Regions from separate parts of the Mus musculus genome. Here region 1 is linked to region 2. Evidence: chromatin contacts called from public HiChIP or PLAC-seq data. All regions are on one chromosome and are shown on one strand. Each heading gives the region's core, a stretch centred on a gene start, on an enhancer-like site or on the middle of the called end of the contact. The rest is flanking DNA. Distances are from core to core; before and after follow the strand shown.

Region 1 (5,024 bases), core at 2,177-4,676, 340 kb after region 2:
AAGGAAGAGACCAGGGCACTTACTAGGGAACCAGCTGATAATCACCTTCAGCAAAGTAGCTGGATACAAAATAAACTCAAAAACAAAAACAACAAAAAAAGTAGCTCTCCTATATGCAAGTGATAAATGGGCTGAGAAAGAAATTAGGGAGCCGGGCAGTGGTGGCGCACGCCTTTTAATCCCAGCACTTGGGAGGCAGAGGCAGGCGGATTTCTCATTTCGAGGCCAGCCTGGTCTACAAAGTGAGTTCCAGGACAGCTAGGGCTATACAGAGAAACCCTGTCTCAAAAAAAAGAAAAAAGAAAAGAAAAGAAATTAGGGAAACAACACCCTTTACAATAGCCACAAATTATATAAATTCCTTATTGTAATTCTAACCAAGCAAATGGAAGATCTGTGTGATAAGAACTTGAAGTCTCTGAAGAAAGAAATTGAGAAAGATATTGGAAGATGAAAAAATCTCCCATTCTCATGGATCAGACATCAGCACCATTTGTTGAGAATTGCTCTTTTCAAAGTCTGTGTAGAATTATGTTGGAATTTTGGTGGAAATTGAGTTGAATCTGTAGATTGCTTTGATATTATGGCCAAAATCATAACTAGATGTCTGGACATAGAAAAACACAAATAAATCCATATCTATCACCTTGCATAAAACTCACCTAAGTGGATCAAAGATCTCAACATAAAAACAGATACACTTAACCTAATAGAAGAGAAAGAATGAATGAATTGTCATAGGAGACAACTTCCTGAGCAGAATACCAATCACACAAACACTAAGATCAACAATTAATAAATGGGACCTCATGAAACTGAAAAGTTTCTGTGAGGTACAAAATGGCAGCCTACATATGGGGAAAGATTTTCATCAACCCCACATCTAAAAGAGTGCTGATACACAAATTATGTAAAGAACTCAAGAAATTAGACATCAACAAACCAAGTAACCCAATTAAAAAATGGGGTAAAGATGTAAATTGAGAATTCTCCAACAGAGGAATCTCTAATGGCTGAGAAGCACTTAAAGAGATATTCAACATCTTTAGCCATCAGGAAAATGCAAATCAAATGACTCCAAGAGTCAATCTTATACCTGTCAAAATGGTTAGTGATTAAAATCTCAAGAGACAGCACATGCTGGTAAAGATGTGGAACAAGGGGGACACTCCTCTATTGCTGGAGGGCAAACTTGTACAGCCACTTTGGAAATCAATTTGGCAGTTTCTCAGAAAAATTGGGAATAGCTATACCACTCTGGGCCATATACCCAAAAGGGTGCTCCACCATACGACAAGGACTACTTGCTCAACTATGTTCGCAGCAGCTTTATTCATAACAACCAGAAACAACCTAGAGGTTCCTCAGCCAAAGAACAGACAAAGAAAACATGGTACATTTACACAATGTAGTATCACTCAGCTATTAAAAACAATAACTTCATGAAATGTGTGGGTAAGAGGTAGAACTAGAAAAGATCATTCTGAGTGAGGTGACCCAGAGCCAGAAGGACAAACATGGTAAGTACTCTCTTATAAGTGGCATTAACCATAAAGAATAACCATGCTACAATCCACAGACCCAAAGAAGGTAAGTAACAAAGAGTGATTAAGGGGGAATCACATGAATTTCACTGAAAAGAAGAAATAGAATAGAGATCATGGGTGGTTGGGGTGGGATGGCAGACTAGACAGAGGGGAGACGGAAACAGGACAGATCATGTGAGAGAGAAGACAGGAGGAGAGAGTACTGGGAGAGACAACTAGAACGGGGAGGGCATCTCTGGGACCAGCTAGAAACTTAGGGCAAGAACAGTCCAAGGAATCTACGAGGGTGACACTAACTTAGATCCTAGCAATGGAGGATATGGAGCCTGAACTGGCCATCTCCTGTAACCAGGCAAGACTTCCAGTGGAGGCATTGGGACACCAATCCAAATGCAAAACCTTCCACATGCAATTCATCCTACCTACAAGATGTGCTGGGACAGGAGCATAGCATAACCATCATCAGAGAGGCTTCACCTAGCAACTGATGGAAACAGATGCAGAGACCCACAGTCAAACATTCGGTAGAACTTGTGGAATCCTGCAGAAGAGGGGGAAGAAAGATTGTAGGAGCCAAAGCGGTCAAGGACATCACAAGAAAGCCTACAAAATCACTAACCTGGGTCCACCAGGGTTCATAGGACTGAACAGCCAACCAAGGAGCTTGCATGGGACTGGCCTAGGCCCTCCGTACATAGGTTATAGTTGTGTAGCTTGGTCTTCCTAACAGTAGGAGCTGACTCTGTTGCTTGCCTTTGGGACCCTTTTCCCCTACTGGGCTGCCTCATCTAGCCTCAATAGGAGAAGATGCACCTAGTCTTTCTCCAACCTGACATACCGGGGTTGGTTGATATCCATGGGAGGCCTCCACTTCTCAGAAGAGAAAGGCAGAAGGAATGGATGGTTAGGAGGGGTAGTGGTGGGTGAGAAACTCAGAGGAGAGGAGGGAGGGGAGACAGAAGTCAGGAGGCAAATTAATTAATTAATAAAACAATATCATTTGCCACATTGAGTTATGTCCCTCAAAAATAAGGTTTTTTATTTATTTATTTTTTTATTTTTTTTTTTTTTTTGGTTTTTTAAAAAAGCCTTTTCCAAAGCAAACAGAGCTATGATTGTTCTCCTTAGAAAGGGCTGAGGTACAGGCTGTTTTTAAAGGAATGAACTCCCTGAAGGGTTTCTGAAATCTGAGTCAATTTTAAAAATTCCTTCTGCATGTTGCTTGTTAGGACCAAAGCAACTGTATAAAATCAGGAGCCGTGTAAGCCCCAGTCCTAACCCTGTCCTGTCAAACTGCCACAGGGGTTTTCCTCGGTGTCAAGCCAAAACATAAACAAACAGGTTAAAGATAACATAGTAAGATTGTAAAGAGTGGGAACAGCCCACTGAAGCATTCTATAACGTCGTAGCTGCCCCTTGATTTAATTTTGTTGGCTTTCAAAGTAACATAAACCTAGTGGTCTCTTTCTTGGTCAGTTGCATAGCTTGCTCATGTTCCAGGCTTTTTAGATGCAGAAGTATTTTCCCCTTCCAAGCATCTTGTGACACTTCCATCCCCTTACCTAACAGGGTGGCTGGATTTATTTAAGAGGATTTTGAAGTTGATCCCTTTTATATAACTCAGAAGACCGAGTAACAGAAAAGAGCAAAGGAGAGAAGATGTCAGGGAGAGAGATTACAAACACGAGCTTCGCCTCGGAGGTGCTCTCTAAACAAGGAGAGGTCAAAGGTGCTCTTAACGGACAGACAGAGCTGGAGTGTGAGGAGCAGGTTAGCTTACATCCATTCATCAAGGGTTAAGCTTTAAGCCTAAGAGCTTTGGGTGAGTCATGGCCAGAATTTGGCAAAGAAATGCAACACCTTATCTCTAATCAGCCCTGCCTCAAAATAGCTCTGTCTTCCCTCAGGCAGAGACTCATCATCCCAGCTAAGCACAGTGCATCGAGGTGCTGAGCCCCACTTAATCAGAAAGTCTAGCTGTGCATGTTATTCATCTCTTGCACAAAGTTAGCTCGCTCTCTCCTTCTCTCTCACTCTCTCCCTCTCTCTCTCTCTCTCCCTCTCTCTCTCTCTCTCCCCCTCTCCCTCCCTCTTCCCCTCCTCCCCCTCCCCCTCCCCCTCCCCCTCCCCCTCCCCCTCCCCCTCTCCCTCTCCCTCCCTCTCAGTGGAGCAATGCATAATTTAGCAGAGCTGAAAATGACTTGCACAGATTCAGGATATCAGGCAGGAAAGAACCTTCCAACTTTCCTGGGCTGACACTTCTTCATTCTACAGATGGGAAGACTGAGACCCAGAGATAAAGGCTGTGCCCAAGAACACACAGTCAGTTGGCAGGGGTGAGGGAGACCTTCTCCAACAGGAAATTAGCAGCGCGGATGAGGGAGACATTCTCTTTCTCCTGGCTGTGCTGCTAAACTCTGGAAAAAAAAAAAAAAAAAAAAAACCCTGGTCCATTTTCCTTCCGTTGTTAAGGAAGTCATCAATGCTGCCAAGAGTTTCCAAATCAACACTCTTCCAGGCAGCACTTATTAAACTCTCACTGGGGCCTCTCAAACCTCTGTTTCTAGCTTCATGATCCAGACAGCATTTGATTGTTTGTTCATTTCACATTTGAGATTGGGATAGATAGTCTACTGCAGTTTCTTTCTTTCTGCTGGAAGAGAATGTAACAAACAGGAAGTTAAAGTTCTTGTGGGGTGAGGCTCAGACAAAAATGCCCACTGGCATTATCAGCTGCTTCCCCCTAACACACACACACACACACACACACACACACACACACACACACACACACCCAAACGCCCTCACCCCAGCACCAAGCATGAACAACACTCAGGCTAGTTCTGACTCGGGATTTGACCTCCTAGAGGCCATCTACAGAGGATGGCTCGGCAGGAACATTCCCCCCCAGCAGTTCCCCTCCCACCATTTGTACCCTGTGCCCACTGAGAACTCTTCACACAATCTGGGCCTTGTCCAGGCTGTCTGAGGCACACAGAGTCTAAGGCACAGGGCTTGCAAAAGGCTGCTGGAAACTGAACGGGATAATGGAGATTTAGAATTCAGACAGTTCCAGGGCTGGAATGTGCTGCTAGGAAAATGCCTGGCTCCAGCTAGCTTCAAGCAGTTTTGTTTCAGGTTGTTACTATCCAAGACGTTGTGTCCAAGACTAAAGAGAAATAGAACACTAAGGCGCAGGAAATCGGATTTCAACTCCCTCCCATTTCTCGGTGATTGTTGTCTCTTGAGCGTTCCCATTTGTTTTTTGCCTGAGTCACTCTGGATGGACTTATCGAAGCTCTTGAGTGGAAATTGGTCCCTAGTTGTTCCTCGATGTGGGCGTTATCTCTTCTAGGAAAACTCCAGCCTTCCTCCTAAAGACCCCAAGCCCTCTAACTCCCACTAGACTTCCTACTGAAAGCTGAACAAATGGCAGGCGCTTAATAAATTCCTAAAAAATTCATGGTCAGCATCATG
Region 2 (4,873 bases), core at 528-3,027:
AGACCTCAGCACTTGAGCGAGTGTCTTCTCCAAACTTGGAAAGAAAATACAGCGTAGAGATGGGGTGCACTCTACAGGCAGCATGTGATTTCCAAAACTGATCCGGAGGGTTCCTGATACTTTGCAGACATTTTATAACATATATCTCAATGAAAAAAGGGACTGTGTACTTGTGGTTACACAATGTACTAGATACTGAAAAGAAGCAATACTGGAATTCTGTCCCACTTAAGATCTCCCAACACATTTCCTTATAGAGTTTCAAGCATGTGGCTGGGTGTGGTAGCCCCTGCTTGTCACTGCATTCTTGGAACCTGAGAAAGGAGGCTAACTGTGAGTTTCAGGCCAGCGTGGCCTCTAGGGTAAAAAACTCTCATTCCCCCAGAGAAAACAGAGTAAAACTGTACTTTTCAATGATTTAGAAATTCATCTATTTGCCTTTAGTTTTCTGCTTGGGAAATAAGAAGTGTCTTCCTAAGTAACGTAATTAGTGCAGGGAGAAAGACCAAGGGAGCACAGACTGCCAGGTGGGATGGGCATACTGTGATGAGTTCCAGAGGAGCCAAGGCCATTTCCATGACCAGACCCTCTGCCTAGGAGAGTGTCTCACAAGCCTCATTTTGCCAAGCCTGACTTCGTGGCGTAACAATGTCAGTTCTTAGATGGACTGCTCACAGGACTCTGTGCCTAAGCTCAGCTTGGGCTGTAAGTGCAGATAGGGACATAGCTGCTCCTCTATGTAACCGTTCTGTCTAGGACCCGTGGGCAGCCGTGTGGCTGTAGCTATCTGCTACTTCTGAAGTGAAGCTGCATTTAAGAAGCTACTGTAAGGTCATGAGGAGGTCTGATGCTTTCTTCTGTCCGAGCGGGATCTAAGCAGCCGGCTTCTATGTCCTTATGTGTGGCTCCAGTCCTTATGTATAGCACATAGAGATCATTCTAGAAGCAGTCATCTCTGCTCTCTTCAGAGAGGCTCAATTAAGAGCCTGGTTTTTAAATTTTATTTGTTTGTTTGTTTTAAATTTTATTTGTATGTATTTACTTATCAAGACAGAGCTGACCTGGAACTTGCAATCTTCTTGCCTCATGATCTCAAGTGCTAGGATTATAGGTATATGTCACCACATGCAGACACACAAAAAAAGTCTTTTTAAATGCCCTTGAAGACTCACAAAGGTGTCAGGCAGGCAAGGCTCAGCTTCGAGTTCCAATGATTAACAGAATTCAGTGACGATTTACCATTCATCTAGTGTTTATTGAGTCTCTATTGTATACCAGGCACAGGTGTAGGTGCTGGGCTACAACAATCAAGAAACATTTTCCTCCCTGGCCTTCAGAAGCTCCCATTGCTAGCTCTCAAAAAGTCCAACACAGAACCAAAGCCCTTGGCAAGCACAGACGCTGCACTCAGCCAGTGGTACTTTCAGTAAATGTGTGCCCACGTTGCTTAGGAGACAGGCCATTTGGGTGTGCTATCCAGAGGACAGGGCACAGTTAGGCTTGGGATCAGAGGAACCTGAGCCTAGCCTGAGTACTTTTGGACTCTGTGACTAGCATACTTGCTGTGTGGCCCTGGACCACCACCTGACCCCCTGCATCTGTTTCATCTCTGACAAGGCAGGAATTTGACATTGTGTGCCTATCTCCAAGGGAAGTATGTGAATCAGTGTTTGGAAAGTCTGTGTCAGTTGAAAGGACAAATAAATGCACTGAGATGGGTGGCCAGCCCCGGTGCAGCTTGCTCACTGCTCGGCCTTTTCAGGCTACCCGTGTGTAAACACAGGACCATGTCGCTAACCACCAGCTGTACAAAGGCACACACAGGCTAAGGGGAGCCAGAGAGAAACAGCCAGGCCTTTGGGACAGGAGCTCTTTTCTCTGGCTCCTTATTTCACTCTTTCAAGGGAAGACTCATCCAGCAAATGCTGGAAGTACCCAGGACTGATGGGGTTCATTCCTTCAGCAGAAACAAAATGTTTTTTTGTGGCAGGCATTTACTTTCAGAGGTGCTATAAGCAGCCAGTGACTGTAGGCACATTTCCAGGTTCTTCAGGTGGAAGTCATATGACTCCCACAAAAGAGTTCGACCTGGTACCATTCAGCGCTTCAGGAGAAGCAGCAGCACTGGGTTTGAGTTATATAGGTCTCTGCCAACAGCTGAGAGAGAGGCAGAGTATAATTAATTACTAAGTTTTTCTCTCCCATCTGTCTGATGTCTTTCTGCATTTGGGAAACTACTAGATATTTTGATATGGTGATTTATAATGAATAAAGCTACTTCAAAACAGACAAGGGAAAGCCATGGTCTCGTTATACTAATAAAAATACATGGGAAAACTCAGCGTAAGGGCAGGACAAACAGAGTCTTGAAGGCTGTCATAGCAGAGTGTGACAAAAGAAAATTCAGGGATTCTCACTATATCACCTTTTCATACATTGACAGAAAACTATTATTCTTAAATAAGAAAAGAATCTAAGATTTACTCGTGTGTGTGTGTGTGTGTGTGTGTGTGTGCACGCACATGTACTATATGCAAGGCCCTGCGAAGGCCAGAAGAGGATGTTGGGTTCCAAAACGGGAGTTACAGTTCTTTAGTTGTGAGCCTTGAAGCGGGTGCTAGGATCTCAACTAGGGTCCAGTCAGGACCAACACAAACTCTTGACTGCTTGGCCATCTTTCTTGCCCCCTATTTAACAAGCAGAGGAACAAAAACCCATGCATAATAAACACATCCTGTCTCAAGAGGAATGAAAATGTGTTCTGAGAAAGGTATGAGGCCTGGCCAGTGGCTCAGGTAGATCTCTGCTTTCATCTCCACTGCTGTGACTTTTTTTTTTTTTTAATCAGTCTTTTCAGTGGCTCACACCTGTAATTCCAGCATTCAGGTAGAGGCCATCTGCCCTGGGGGTTGGGTGGGGGTGGGGGCTTAGAAACCCAGTCTCAAAAACACACAAACAACAACAACTCGAACAACCCTCTAAGACATCCTAGCTAAAGAGCAAATGTTTTTGGTTTCACTGACAACAATCAGGAGCTGGGCAGCTTGCTAATTTCTGACTTAGCAGCCAACTGTCTATCATTCCTGCCTTTCCTCCTGTTACCCTCCCTGCCTCTCATTAACAAGTTAGCTGTTTATTAAAAATGGGCGGTCTTTTAAAACCTTCTCAAGCCTCTGAGGCGGCCCAATTCTGGAATGCCTAAGGTGTCACATGCCCACAGTGATCAGAAAGGACCAAAGCAGAGAAACAGTGAGGCCTTGGAGAGAAGTAGGCCCAAGACATGGTTCTAAGGCATTCTGGACTTCTAGGAGGTGTCAATGGGCCGCAAGGGGCCCAGTGGGAATGTGAGTGACAGGCAGCTGACAGGCAGTGCTCTAGGGTAGTTTTGCAGTAAGTAGCCCAACTCTGAGGGAAAGTGGCCCTTCTAGAAGGCCTGGGAGGAGCATCGGAATCACGTGTGCATAAATCCTGTGACCAGGTGCTTAACTACACAGTACACGTGGAACTCTCTCAGAGGCTTCCTGGCAGATTCCAAAGGTGAGAACTGCAAAACCACACACACAACTGCAAGATTCTGTCTCCAAAACGCAGCGCAACAACAAACTAAACACAACAAAAACAATCCAAGCAACAACAACCAACGTGATCATTAACTAAGGGCTTGGAAGCTCTTCTGTGTACTGGGAGCAGGGCCATTCGTTATTAGGAGGATCTGTTTTCAACTCCGTGTCCTGTTAGGAATAAATAAACCTGAGGAAGCCGTGAGTGTTCACTGGAGATCAGTGAGAGTAAAGATTGAAGAACAATGAGCCTTAGCTGCTGGCAGAGGATTGGCAACCAGTTAAGGTGTACAAGTCTTGCTGGGAGGCAAGAAGGGTGTGAAATGCCTCCAGGCTCCCCTGCGGAGCCCCTTTCTTTCACTCGGGGTAACTGCAGGATTTCAGTCCCCTCAGTACTCCCCCATTGGAAGGGATCCCCTGCAGGACAATTGTGGAGGCTAAGAGGCAGGTGGGGCCTCAGTCTGCTCTACTGTGCCTGGGCTCATAATGGCAGACTCTGTTCTCTTTGGAAACACATCTATCAGCCAAGTGTTGTAGTAAACGCCTTTAATCCCAGCATTTGGTAGGCAGGGGCGATCAGATCTCTGTGAGTTGGAGGCTAGCCTGGTCTACAGAGTTAGTTATAGGCCAGCCAAAGTTATATAATGAGTGAGACCCTGTCTCAGAAAGAAAAAAAGGAAAGAAAGAGAATGAGGGAGGAAGGAAGGGAGGGAGGGAGGGAGGGAGGGAGGGAGGGAGGAAGGAAGGAAGGAAGGAAGGAAGGAAGGAAGGAAGGAAGGAAGGAAGGAAGGAGACTTAGAGTTGACCCCAATGTCATTGATAGATTTTCATAGCTGTACTGAGCTGACTGGTCCAGGCAATGAACACACTTGTGGACCTACCACACAGACTTAAAGAACGGAGAGGACGTTAAGTTCTGAACAGGCAGTAAATTGACAGGGTAAAAGCCACCACTATTTACAATTTCCTGTTAAGCTTTTTCCTTTTCTGGTAAAAGATAGCAACATTTCCCAAGAGGTTTAAAAAAAGTATAAAACATGATCAACACAGGAATCATTACATTTCTCGCCACTTAAATAAATTGAACAAAATTACATAAAGGTAAGGCAATTTGTTCTCGTGTGCGTGCGTGTGTGTGTGTTAGTCTATTTTTTTTTTTACTTTATATATTTGAAAACATTTAAATAAATGTTTTTTTAAAAGGCTGTGAGTGAACAGCCATAGGAAATGATTTTGGTAGTTCCATTATTCAACTCATCTGGTATGAAGAATTACTGTCTTTATCAGCTTACTATTACGAGTAATCATTAAGA

Evidence for each region. HiChIP or PLAC-seq counts read pairs in DNA pulled down with a chosen protein or histone mark.
Region 1: an H3K27ac HiChIP or PLAC-seq map of extraembryonic endoderm stem cells shows a contact between it and region 2. The contact joins two enhancer-like sites. A contact is called at or near these places in 2 of 484 Hi-C or Micro-C datasets (bone marrow-derived macrophages and nephron progenitors), 1 of 115 datasets of contacts at active chromatin or transcription factors (extraembryonic endoderm stem cells) and 1 of 9 other capture datasets (embryonic stem cells).

The regions. Positions count from the first base shown.
Region 1 is chr3:65,901,490-65,906,513 of GRCm38.p6, forward strand. No RefSeq gene overlaps it. Among named protein-coding and RNA genes, the nearest start is that of Gm35039, 24 kb to the right of the region's middle. Within about 2 kb of position 3,427, at least 100 of the 459 cell types and tissues checked have an H3K27ac peak or open chromatin away from gene starts, as enhancers often do. A contact at or near this core is called in extraembryonic endoderm stem cells, where this site is marked.
Region 2 is chr3:65,562,649-65,567,521 of GRCm38.p6, forward strand. No RefSeq gene overlaps it. Among named protein-coding and RNA genes, the nearest start is that of Gm34924, 16 kb to the right of the region's middle. Within about 2 kb of position 1,778, at least 41 of the 459 cell types and tissues checked have an H3K27ac peak or open chromatin away from gene starts, as enhancers often do. A contact at or near this core is called in extraembryonic endoderm stem cells, where this site is marked.